Linked DNA regions of Mus musculus: all the other regions are linked to region 2. The links are chromatin contacts, called in public Micro-C and promoter capture Hi-C maps. All regions are on one chromosome and are shown on one strand. Each heading gives the region's core, a stretch centred on a gene start, on an enhancer-like site or on the middle of the called end of the contact. The rest is flanking DNA. Distances are from core to core; before and after follow the strand shown.

Region 1 (3,848 bases), core at 762-3,261, 2.0 Mb after region 2:
CCGGTTGCCCACCGAGGCTCATCCTGAACTAAGTTCCCATTTTAAAGGAAACATGGTAGGGGAATGCTACAAATGTAGAAGGGTAGGAGTCACATCACACCTAGTTCACAGGAAGACACATTTCCTGGCTTTTAAGGAAGTTGTCTTAGGACCTACAGTTTACAAAAAGAGAATGGAGACAGCCATTATTTTCAAATACAGAGGCCAAAGATCCAAATAACAGGTGAAACAGATTCAAACTGCTATCTAGTCACTTGGAAAACACTGGTCACCACTAACCCGTCCCCATGACCTACCTTAACAGCCCCCCCCTTCCCTTAGAAAGTGCAGACAGCATGTGTCTCACTTTCCTTCCATCTAAAGTGAGGCTGGGCAGATATATGTCATATTCATTGAGAACCTACAATGGTGTCCAGTACAAGATGGCACAGCTCAACCAAGGCCACTGGTGCCATGCCCCGGTATGCACAGCTTGGTCACTCTTATTTCCTCCCTTGACCCTGGCTGCAATGCCTGCCTGGCGCACACAGACACAACTCATCAGACAGCCCATTCTTCTGCCTGCAAATGCACCCTTGGTCTGTCCCCAGCGCTGTCTGCCAATTGCTGAGGTCAGTGGATGCTTGTCTTTTGCTTCCAATCAAAGGCAGCCTGTCCACCAAGGCTGATGAAGCTCGGTGAACACAGCCTCTGGTTTCCTAGGTACAAGCCTTACTACTGGCCCCAATAGGGCTGCAATGTCAGACAATATTCATTTCAGCTGGCCACAGACTGACAGACCCTCTGGACTTTGTTTTACCACCCCAGCGAGTGAGGAACATGAGGAAAACACAGGTCCCCTTGTTCTCTTCAAAGCAGACTCTGGCTTTAAGCAGCTGCAGCTGTTTGCAGCTCCCATCCTGGAGTTACAGCAGGAGGCTGCCTCTGGCAGAGGAGCTCCAAATGTAGATGGCAAGGGGTTGGGGTGTCATAGCAGAGGAGGGACCACCCCCACAATGCCTTCCTGGGAAGAAAGGCAGAAAACAGGACTATTGGGTAAACCTGAAGGGCAAGGAGGGACAGCCAGGTCAGATTGATTTGAGTTAGAATTGTTTCAATAAGCTTACTAGAAGATAATAAGACATGGAACCTAGCGGGAGAAAGGCAATTGTGTAAAGCCGTGGATACAAAGAAACAAGACATGCCAGAAAAGCTTTTCCCTAAATTTGTTGACTTTGACCAAAGACAGCCAAAAAGAGGGGGAGGGACATCTGCCACTGAGAGCTTCTTCCTGAGGCCCAGAGCCTAGCCGGCCTTCTCCAGGCCATGCCTGGAATCCCCTGCCTACTGGGCCCTGCAGTCTGATCGGCCACCCGCCCCTCCTATTGGCCCAAGTTCACTGCGAGCAAGGGAGAATGCACCCTGTACCAAATATTTGAGATGCTCTTGAGAAAAACTTAAAAATAAATAAATAAAGCACTGCTGAATATAGGAGGAGGCTGGATGGGCGGAGGTTGCTGGATGGGGCAGCTAGGGAGGACAGATGGTGGCTGAAACTCCTCAAGGAATAAGGGTGGGTGGGGCCTACAGAGTGCGAGAGCCAGGCCTTAGGGGCCTGTGCGGGGACACGCAGGATGGCAACCGGATGAGAGTCACCGGGATACATGGTCACGTCCCTAGGCCCGCGGTCCGCCGCAGGGAGCGTGAGGGGTTCGTAGACCTGGTCACTCCCGCAGCCATCACGTCGCTCGCCTGAGTCCCTGAGAGGGGCACAGCCTGTGCGCCGCCGCGCGCGCTCGCTCCCGCGGCTGGGCGCCGGAGACGCCCTGGGGCGCGCGCCTCACTTCCGGTGGGCGGTGATTGGGTGCGCCGCGCGAGCCCTGCCCCGTCGACCAATAGGCGGCGCGGTGCGGCAGGGGGCGGGGCGCGGGCGCAGCCTGGACACCGCCCGCGGGCCTGCCGGACTCCCGCCGCCCGCCGGCGCCATGTGACCGCGCCGCCGCCCTCCGCGCGCCCGGCCCGCCCGCCCGCCGCGCTCCCGCGGCCCGGCGCAGCCCCAGGCCGCCGAGGGACGGCGGGGCCGGCGCCATGGCCGAGCGGGGCCGCCTCGGCCTGCCCGGCGCGCCCGGAGCGCTCAACACTCCGGTGCCCATGAACCTGTTTGCCACCTGGGAGGTGGACGGCTCCAGCCCCAGCTGCGTGCCCAGGTACGCCCCCGTGCTGCGCTTTGTCCGCGCGCACCTGCCTGCGGGCCGGGACCCCGCGCCCCCGAGCGCGCGCGGGTGACTGCAAGGCGAGGGCCGGGGCGGGGCAGCGGGCCTGTGGCTCGCCCGGCCGGTGCTCTGCCCGCACCTTGACACCTGCGTCCCGGGCCGGGCTGCGCAGCGGACCTCAGGCGGTGGAGCTCTCGGCTAGTGCCACAGCTCTCCTCCGGCGTGCAGCGGCACTGTCACACCCCAGAGGCCTGGGCCTGAGGCTCCCGGGACACGCCGCTGTCTCCTCTCCATCTACCCTGCGGGTGAGGTCTGCGCTCTCTTCACCTGTCGGCCTTGTGTCCGGCGTTGTGACGAGAGCTCCCGAGACCGTTGTACTCTTTGCTTGGAGCTGTTAATTTTGCCGTTGCACAAGCCTGGTCTTTCTCCCCTGGGTAGGCGACCTCCTCCTCGCCCCGTGGAAAGGGTTAGACAAAATTTACCCGCTGGGCGGACACTGTGGCCACCCATCTCTGTGTGGACTACAGCTTCCCATTCTAGTGCCCAGCTTGAAACTTTTGTGATTTCTTGACTTGGCTCCTACTCGGGAGCTTCAGCTAGTGAGAGAAAAGAGGAACTCTAGACACCAGGTTGAGGGCGCTCCAGGCTTCCCTCTGGGGAGTCAGGGAAAGTGGCCTTATCACCAAAGAGCCTTCCAGGCACAGAACTTGGACAGTGTGCCCTGGAGGGGGATCTGAGTAGAGAGATGCTAGGAAGGAGAAGGGGAACTTTCTGTGTTCTTTCAGCAGGCCTCTGAGTGTGGTGTTGGGGGTACAGAGGCCACTAGATAGTGGTTTTACCCTTCTAGAATGCACAAGGCCCTCTGGGTCTGTCTGTGGCTTTGGGAAAGGAAGGATGGATCTGAGGGGCATCTGGAGGACTGAGACCTGAGGGTCAGCTTTTGCCTCAGTGGGAGCATCTCCCAGGCCCCTAAAGCAGGGTGGGGGGAGGGAGAGATGAACTGATCTCCACACTTAATTCTGGCTCTCTACAGCATTGCCCTGAGACTTCACACTGGCCCTTGAATTCCTTTAGCAGTCTCTGAGTTCCCTTAATGAGAGCCAAGGGTCCCCATGCCCCCCACCCCATACACCAGTCAGCCTTTCTCTTTCTCCCTCCCTCTTCTGTTCCCCCTTCCTTCTTTTTCAGAAACACTGAGGCTGTTTGAACTCCTATGCTCTTGTGATCCACATCCCCAACACACACTTGAACTTCTTTTAGAGTTAGAACCGCAGATACAGGTAGCACACTCACCTAAGACTGGAGCCTAAACCTAGTAAGGAAAGGGAGAGAGGCCATTTCCTTTAAAGGTGGACGATTTTTTTTTTCTTTTGAGACAGGGTTTTGCTTTGTAGTCATGAATGGCCTTGAACTTGTTTTTGTAACCCAGGGTGGCCTTGAGCTCTCAGTCCTCCTGCCTCTGCCTCCTGTGTACAGGGATTATAGGCATGCGCACCGTGCCTGCTGTGGTCTGTGTTCTTGAAGATCCTTTTTCCACAGGAGAAGGTAGGGGTCAGGGAAGGCTGGTGGAGGACAGGCTTACACAGAGAGGAAGATGTGAAAGGGGTGAGCAGCAGCAGGTGTTGGGGTGCTCTGGGTGTTGGGCTGGACAGAGAC
Region 2 (4,200 bases), core at 1,131-3,630:
ACAAAAAACCCACCCAAAACCAAACCAATCTAAACCAAACCAAAAAAAAAAAAAACAAAAAAACAAAAAACCCCAACCAACCCACCAACCAACAAAACAACAACAACAAAGAAAAGAAAAAGCCCACAAACAGCAACACTACAGATTAAGCTAGGCCTGGCAGCACATACAAGTAATGTGGCAAAGGGGCCAGGGGTTGAAGGTCAGCCTCAGCTAGGCAGGAGTTTAAGACCTGTCCCAGTTAAAGGGAGGATCTGTCTCAAATAATACCCGCCCCCCCAAAAAAAATCAATTGGAAGGGTCACTGAAGCATCCAAAGTTACAATGTAGCAAGATGTCAGACTGATAGCGTACCGCTGGCAGTAGGAGAGATTTCGGCTTCCTTCTTCCCAAGCCTACCTTCCATTTCAATGGGCACGGGGTGGGGAGGACTCCCTGGATCAGGGCCTAGATTAGGGTGAGGCACGCAGGGTGCCCTGGGTGCACCATAGTAGCTGTGAGTCCTGGCATCTTGGCTTGCCCTACCCAGCCAGTCCCGCCCTAGAAGCTGTGGTCTCCCTTTCTTTAGGTCATGACCCTAGAAAGAGGCGGTACTTTCTAGGAAATGGCCTCCAGCTTGGGAGTCCAGTGGGCAGGGACAAGGACCCTTGTGTTGTGTCAATCCCAACTGCCCTACTAAGGAACTCAAATCATGTTTGTTCCTGTATGTAGGTTAATCTGTCTGTGGTACATCTTGGAAGATAGGGAAGAAAGAGGACAGAGTGCCCCTAGCCGCTCAGGTTCATCTGTCATGAAGTCACGGCTTCATCCAGGTACCTATCCCAGGTCACCCCTGGATCCCACCTCTGATTTAGCAGTCTATTTGCTGACCAGGCCAGCTGGACCCGGTTATTCCAGAGCTCATGCCTGCAGTGCCCAGGACTTTCTAAGCAGAGGGGTGTCCTTCAGAGAGGAGTCCAAGAGCAAGAACAGGAACTTGGTGGGGGCAGGGATCTGCTACCGGGAGGCTCTGGGCCCTGTTCTTGAAGGCCAGTTAGAAGTGACCATGGTCACTTCAGTGAAGTTTAAAATGATTCGCGGGGCAGAAAACGTGGAAGAGAAACCCCTGCTTATTTATGCGGGCTTTCAAACCATAAAACTCTCGTTTTCTCTCTGTAGCTATTTATATCCTGAGCGGGTGTAAAAACTGTCCCCATATGAAGCCCAGGTCTGAAGTAATATAAACGAAAAATAGCCATCTCCTGTTTTATTTATTTATTTTTAATTTAAAGCAAACGGTTTCACCTATAGTCCCCAGGTTTGGTCGCTGGCGCGGGGGGTGGGGCAGCCCACCCAGCCCCACAGGCAGCTGTCAGGCAGTGACGGGGCCCCTCGCTTGATCACTCCAGGGACAAGGACGCCCAGGGCTGGGTGTCACCGACTCCTCCGCGTTCAGGCTCTTAGCCCTGCGGGCTGGGGGAAGGGCCCGGGTCTCGGGAAGTGACCCTCCTCTTCTACCGAGCTGGGGACTCAAGCTCCTTCTTTTTCCCCCTCGCGGTGGGGCCCCTAGTCGATCTATGTCCCTCCTGCTGTCCCGGGGCCACTCGGCACCTCCCCTCACCCCGACGGCTTCGAGGCCCTCCCCGGCCGAACATCCCGACTCCTCCCTCGGCCCCTCAGGCAACGTGGGGAGCCGGTGGCCCCCAACCCAATTAGCGGGGAGCTCCATCGTCTCCAGGCACAACCGCTTTCCTTCCCTCGGGGGACACTGCCACCTGAGAGCCTCGTCCCCAGGTTCCCTTGCTCTAGTACATCTCGATCGCCCCTGGGCGACGCGGGGGCGCAATTAGTTTCTTCCAATTAGTTTCCCCTCTTTGTATAGAACCCATTCAAACTGTGCGCGTACTCCTCCGCGCGAGGGGGAAAGTAGTCCCGACCTTGCCCGCGATTTCTGTTCTCGCGTCGGGCACATTCACTTTGGGAAGCCGATGGGACGCTCGGCGGGATCCCCGGGGGAGGTGGCGCGGGGCCCACAGGGTGCGAGCGGAGGGAGCGGGGCGCTGGGGAGGGGGAGGGGGCTAACTCCTCGCTGTTGCCTCGAGAGATGGATCATGGGGCGTAAAGCGATCGCAAACCTCAAACCACGTACAGTGGGCGATACGCGTCAACCCAACCTGGCCAACGGAAGCACAGAACCTTCCCCCTCCTTCCCGTGATCCCGCCCCCGTGGCCTGACGGACGCGCACAGAGACCTACCATGCCCCTGCTTGCCGCCCGGATCCCGTGAGAGCCAATGGAAGCTCGCAGGGGCGGAGCTTGCGAGCGACGGGTTAGGCTGTGCGCGGCCCTCCTCCCCCCCAGGCTCCGCCCCTCCCCCCCGCCCGCGGCTCCCGGAGTAGTTAGAGCCAGCGAAGTGCGGGCGGCGATGAGAGCCAAAGTTGCGCTCCGTTCGGCATCGGGGGCTTGAGGCGGCTCGTTGCTCCGCCCGTCTGGGCCTCCTCTAGCCCCAACTCCCGCCAGCGGATCCCGCGCGCTCGCCCGCCCGGCCCGGCGCCCACCTGCGCCCCCTGCCCGCGGCCCGCCGCCCGCGCCTCGCGAGCCGGGGTCCCCGTCACTTTGGCCCGGCCCCGGGCCCCGCCGATGCCGGCCATGGTGGAGAAGGGCCCCGAGGTCTCAGGGAAGCGGCGAGGGAGGAACACGGCGGCCTCCGCAGCCTCGGCCGCCGCCTCGGCCGCCTCGGCCGCCGCCTCAGCCGCCGCCTCGGCCGGCACCGCCTCCGCCTCGGCCGCCGCCGCCGCCTCGGCCGCCGCCGCCCCCAATAATGGCCAGAATAAAAGTTTGGCGGCGGCGGCTCCCAACGGGAACAGCGGCAGCAACTCCTGGGAGGAAGGCAGCTCGGGCTCGTCCAGCGACGAGGAGCACGGTAGGTGGCAGCCGCCCCCGCGCCCGGCCCGTGTCCGCGCCCGCGCTGACCGCCGTGCTCTGCTTCCCCGCAGGTGGCGGTGGCATGCGGGTGGGACCCCAGTACCAAGCGGCGGTGCCCGACTTCGATCCTGGTGAGTAGCGAGTGACGGGAGCTCGGGAGACAACTTTGTTTTTTGTGCGTGTTGGCCTTCGGTCCGCGGGGGCACACGGGGCGCGAGGGCAGGCGGCGCGGCACGCTCGCACACGAGTGTGCTGCAGATTCGGGTGCGGGGAGGCCATGGGCTCCGGTGGGGACAGCACTGGGCCCGCAGTGTCCCCCGGCTCTGAGAAAGCCACACCTGGCCGGGGTGGAGTGGGATGTCTCTGCCTCCAGGTGTGGTGTACCGGAGCTAGGACGGGATCCCGGGTGGCAGTGCTGGAGAGTTGGCGTCCTGGGGCGCTCGGACCCAGGGCTCCGCAGAGACTTCTTACTTCAAACTGGCTCCTAGCGTTACCCTGCCAACCCTACGCTCTTATTGCCTCTTGACTCTCATCCCGTCTTGTCCCGTCCGGTCCCATCCTGTCCCATCCCATCCCATCCCATCCCATCCCATCCCATCCCATCCCGAGGGCTGGTGGAGTAAAGATCTTCCTGTCCCTCCACCCCAATCAGGTAATAAAAGAAGTGTGCTTTCCAGAGAGCATCTGTCTAGATAAGAGAGCCCGACTTGTGGCTGTTATTTTAAGATCTGTTTGTAAATGTGTGTTTCCTTTATTTCTTTTTTCTTTTGGGGGGGATGGGGTGGGGAGGAAGAGGTTGTGAAAGAATAGAACCATCAAAAGGTTTAGCTAACCGGCCATTTCCATCTACTAGAAATCCTTGTCCCCTAAGAAGGGGCATTCTTACTTGCCTTCCTGGTGATCTGTGTGGAAGCAAATTTAAAGAGGTACGGGGGTGGGGGGGGGGGAATCCTATCAGACAAAGGAATTCGCCAGATTTTAATGCCTATGATTCTGTCCCATCTCTGTATGAGACTGTCTTTCAAGGTGGTGGTTACAGGAAATGTTTGAAAGGCCGTGGGTTTTGTTTCAGAAATAAAATTCAAAAGACAATCTTGTACAGCTAGAGTGAACCGTCCTGGTTGGAGGGCTTTAGAACAGGAGGTTTTTCTAAGTAGGTTATACCACTAGTTTGAAAAGATAAATGCTTTTCCTTGGAAACAAGACTGCAGAAAATTGCAAGGATCTGGTCCTTGAAAAAGGAGATTGCTTTTAAGTTGTTATTAAGGTGCTGAACTCTGTGTTTAGGTAAAAGTG
Region 3 (3,663 bases), core at 84-2,583, 1.7 Mb after region 2:
AACGTACCCAGCCCTCCTCTTTCCAGTACCTGACAAGTCTCCTCTGCCTCCATCTCTTCCAGTTCCTGGCCTCTCCCTGGAGTCCTGGCCTCCCCCTCAAAGTACTCCCGTTTGCCCACAAAGACATCTAGAGCTCTCTCCAAGGCCTTCATCTCATCAGGTCTCAGCTGGCACAAACTTCCTGAGCCCCACTGTCCTTGGGATGACATCCAAAATTGGTCACGAGGCTACAGGTTCCTCCTCTGTCCATACCGCAAGCCAGGCTCCCCCATTTGGGCCTGTACTATAAGCTCGCACAGCCAGGCCCAACAACCTAGCACATTCTCATGCAGTTTTTCCTATCTGTCTCCTCTTGGCGGGCTTGCCTCTACTCTCGAGTTGTGTAGAACCCCTTCCACCTCCTTCTACAGGGCAGGGATGGGCAACTGTGCCCGCTGGCTTTGGAGCCTGGGCGGGGTGGATTGGGTTCACGAAGCTCCTGTACCAGCAGGATAAAGCGCACATTCCTAGGCCTGGAGTTCTGCTCTGCATTCCACTTCCGCCAAGGCCCTCACTAGTACCCTTCAACGGGAATGCAGGAATGCACTCTGAACAGTACTTTCTCCACCACTCTGCAAAGCCGCTCCGCCCCACGCTAATCCTTTCCCCCTTGGCACTAGAGGGACACCTGATACCTCCATTGTTGCACCAGGCACCAGCCAGCGGCCGGTGAGAACTTACCTCAGGAACTGGGAGAGCCTCCGGAGTTCCCCGCCCCTCCCCGTCCAGCCCACTGTGACATCCAGGTACGTTGGTGTCTTTGCCCACCATCCTGTCCCGAGCCCGTGGCCTATCCTGCAACGTCGAGGGCGCAGGAGGAAGAGACCCAGCTGGACGCACAGGCCTCTGGGATCCATCCTACTTCCTTCGCCCTGCACCCCTCCACTGGGCTGAAAGGCCAAAGGTTGGGGCTGGGAGAGCGGCTGGAGCTCGGGCTTCTGGAATGTGGTTAAATGTTAACTATTCGGCTCTGGGACAGGACGCTGGGCAGCCGTACGCCCTTTCTCGCAACCCTGGGATAGCCAGCGCCAGAGAGAAGGGGGTCTGAATGCACAGGGTGGCGGAGATGCGCCGCCCCAGGCTGGGCCGGGGACAAAGGTGATCGCCCGTTCCTGGTTGCCCGATCCGGTGCGCCGGGACGGGTGGACGGAACGGGAGGGGCCGCGCGTAACCTCTGGGGCGGCGCTGCGGAGTCCAGCTCACCTGCTGAGGCTGGCCCGCCCTAACCTGGTTTCCGGGGGGCGGGGCGTCGCGGGGCGGGGCATCACGGGGGCGGGGCGCGCCGGGGCGGAGCGTGTCGCGGCAGACGTCAGGGGACCCGCCGCGCGAGGCCGCGGTCCGGCGCTCTGCCCGTGGGCTCGGCCGGGGCTGCCGCCAGCGTGCGGGCCGCGCCGGGCATGTCCTAGGCGGCGGCCCCGCCCAGCGCTCGGCCGGGCGGGCAGAGGGCCGGGCTGGGCCGGGCAGCGTCCGGGCGGGCGAGCCGCGGGCCTGGCGGGAGCACAGGTAGGACGCAGGAGGGGCCGCGCCAGCCCTGCGCCCACGGCGGCAGGGCCTCCAGCAGGGCACCTGCGTGCCTCCAGGCCACACCGGGGCGGGCGGGGCTGGACAAAAGCGGCGGTGAGGAAGGGGCTGGGCGAGGGCCCGGCACACCTGGCCCGGCCAGCGCTTGCCGATGCTGCCCATGTCTGCGCGCGCCCGGGAGGGGCCTCCTGGCACCGGCGACAAGGCCTGGCCCCGCGCATGTCTACGCGGCCTGCCGAGCTGGTAGACCTGGGCGCCCGGTCCCCGCCCGGGCAGGGCCAGCGCTGATTCAGGATACAACGCCGCTCCCTCCCCCTCTGGGCCTGGCGCGCCTGCCCGCCTCCCGGCCTCCTCCCGGGTGCCCGGTCCCCCCTCCTTCTGCGGTCCCTCCCTCCGTCTTCCTTCTCTTCTCTCCTTTCCCTTTAGCCGCCACCGTCTCCCTGCTTTCTCTGCCTCTGGGCTGTCCGCGGCCAGGAGGGGACCTCCTCCTGTCTGCTCCTTTCAGCCACGGGGCTGCTCCCTGCCTCCCACTGTCTCTCAGCATCTGCATCGCCACCTCCTCCTTCACCTTCGGGTGGTGGCTCTTCTGCTTGGCGCGGCTGAGGGGACAAGTTTGGGGTGTTTATTATTCTCCCTCCTAGCAACGATGGCCGGGCTAAGCCTAGCCCCAAACCTCCTACAGCAAGCCCTGGCTCAGAAGCCTTTCCAAGTTGGACTGGCGGTGGCAGTGGTCACCCCATGACCAGGCTCTGGGGGTTGGCCTCCCTCTCCTCTAAGGGTGTCCCCGTGCCTGCTGTCCACAGTGAGATGATGGCAGGCAGGTGATGTCAGAGTAGGAGACATCCAGGCTGGGTGGGGCTGGGAGGCTCAGTGACGCCCTGGGTCTGGGGCCTGGGGGGGGGGGGGGCTCCCTCCACAGCCCTGACACCTTTGCCAGTAGGATTGGGTCTTTCTGAGAGTTGGGGCTATGGATACCCAGTGAGGTCCTAGAGGCTGCAAGGGCATTGAAATCTTGCCCCTTTAGCCCTTGCCTCTCAAGCTGGGCCCTAAGGAAAGGGGACCTCAGAGCAGGGTATGGGTATGTTCCTGACCACCTGGAGCTGTTTTCTGGGGAGGCAGGTTTCTTTTCTCCATCTTCCTCCTGCTTCCTGAAGGAGTGCTGTGGGCCTTCACAGATGGACAGAGCCCTGTGTTCTTGCCTGCTGCTTACCCCGAAGGGACCCGAGACCTGGGTGAGCAGCCCAGTGTTGACGTCTCTGGGCATGGCTCCTGGGAAATGCAGGACAGGGTTTGGTCCCTCAGATCACTAGTGTGACCTCTCCAGTGTGTGTGTGTTGTGTGAGTTGACACTTCCAGAGAGATGACTTGTGTGGTCGATCCTGCTTCCACCTGACCAGCCCTGTGGGGGCCCGGAGTCTTTCCGTATTCTCTGCCCCTCATCCAGCTTCCAACTTCTGCACGCTGTGGTCCTGCCTTCACCTCTGCCTCCTCTGCCCCACACTGCTCCCTTTCTTACCTGTGACGAGTCTTCCACTTGACTCTTAGTTATTCCTTCTATTGCTTTCTCCTTTCACTTTCTTGTGTGTGTGTGTGTGTGTGCATGTGTGCACGCGCTGTTTTAAAGTACAAGGGTTCAAATCCAGGTGGCAACCACCTGGAAAGTGCCAATGCTCAGACACTCTAGTTGTTCTTCACAGTATAACTAGACTGTGAGTCACCAGGACTCAGGAGCTCTAGACTGCCCCCTCTTGGACAGTTTGCCTACACAGAGCCACTGTCTAGGCCCAAGCTTGGATTCATGCTTTGCTCTTGAAGCTAATTCCTGTGTTTGAACAAGGCTTGGATTTTTGTGTTGTACTGGGCTCTATAGGGATGGAGTCAGACCTGTGCTCCGAAGACTTCTGTCTTTCCCCAGGATTTGCAGAGTGGCTTGCTGTGGGAAGCAGACCTTCTAGTAAGGGTGTATATCCCGGAGCCCTCTGTAGGCCATGCTGGGTACTACCTGGGACTGTTTCTCATAGTTCACATGGACATGTGGGTCTGCACTTGGTTAGCACGGCCAGAGTCACATAGAGAGAAAAGGTATGTAGAGCCTGGAACACA

The links. Promoter capture Hi-C pulls out the DNA fragments that hold promoters and counts their contacts. Hi-C and Micro-C count contacts between places; a contact is called where the count stands out from the background.
Region 1: a contact with region 2 is called in a promoter capture Hi-C map of liver, with 2.2 times the contacts expected there. The contact joins the promoter of Pacs2 here to the promoter of Rcor1 in region 2. A contact is called at or near these places in 2 of 39 promoter capture datasets (liver and maxillary cranial neural crest).
Region 3: a contact with region 2 is called in a Micro-C map of embryonic stem cells, with 8 times the contacts expected there. The contact joins the promoter of Cep170b here to the promoter of Rcor1 in region 2. A contact is called at or near these places in 1 of 39 promoter capture datasets (pre-B cells) and 2 of 484 Hi-C or Micro-C datasets (both in embryonic stem cells).

Annotation. Positions count from the first base shown.
Region 1 is chr12:113,012,497-113,016,344 of GRCm38.p6, forward strand. It overlaps Pacs2 (phosphofurin acidic cluster sorting protein 2), which reads left to right and starts at 2,012. Exons shown (of 24, transcript NM_001081170.1): 1 at 2,012-2,186. The coding sequence starts at 2,068.
Region 2 is chr12:111,036,987-111,041,186 of GRCm38.p6, forward strand. It overlaps Rcor1 (REST corepressor 1), which reads left to right and starts at 2,381. Exons shown (of 12, transcript NM_198023.3): 1 at 2,381-2,902; 2 at 2,976-3,035. The coding sequence starts at 2,620.
Region 3 is chr12:112,720,841-112,724,503 of GRCm38.p6, forward strand. Cep170b (centrosomal protein 170B) reads left to right here and starts at 1,334. Exons shown (of 19, transcript NM_001024602.3): 1 at 1,334-1,542. It overlaps Gm46382 (proline-rich extensin-like protein EPR1), which reads right to left and starts at 1,326. Exons shown (of 2, transcript XM_017315329.2): 1 at 721-1,326.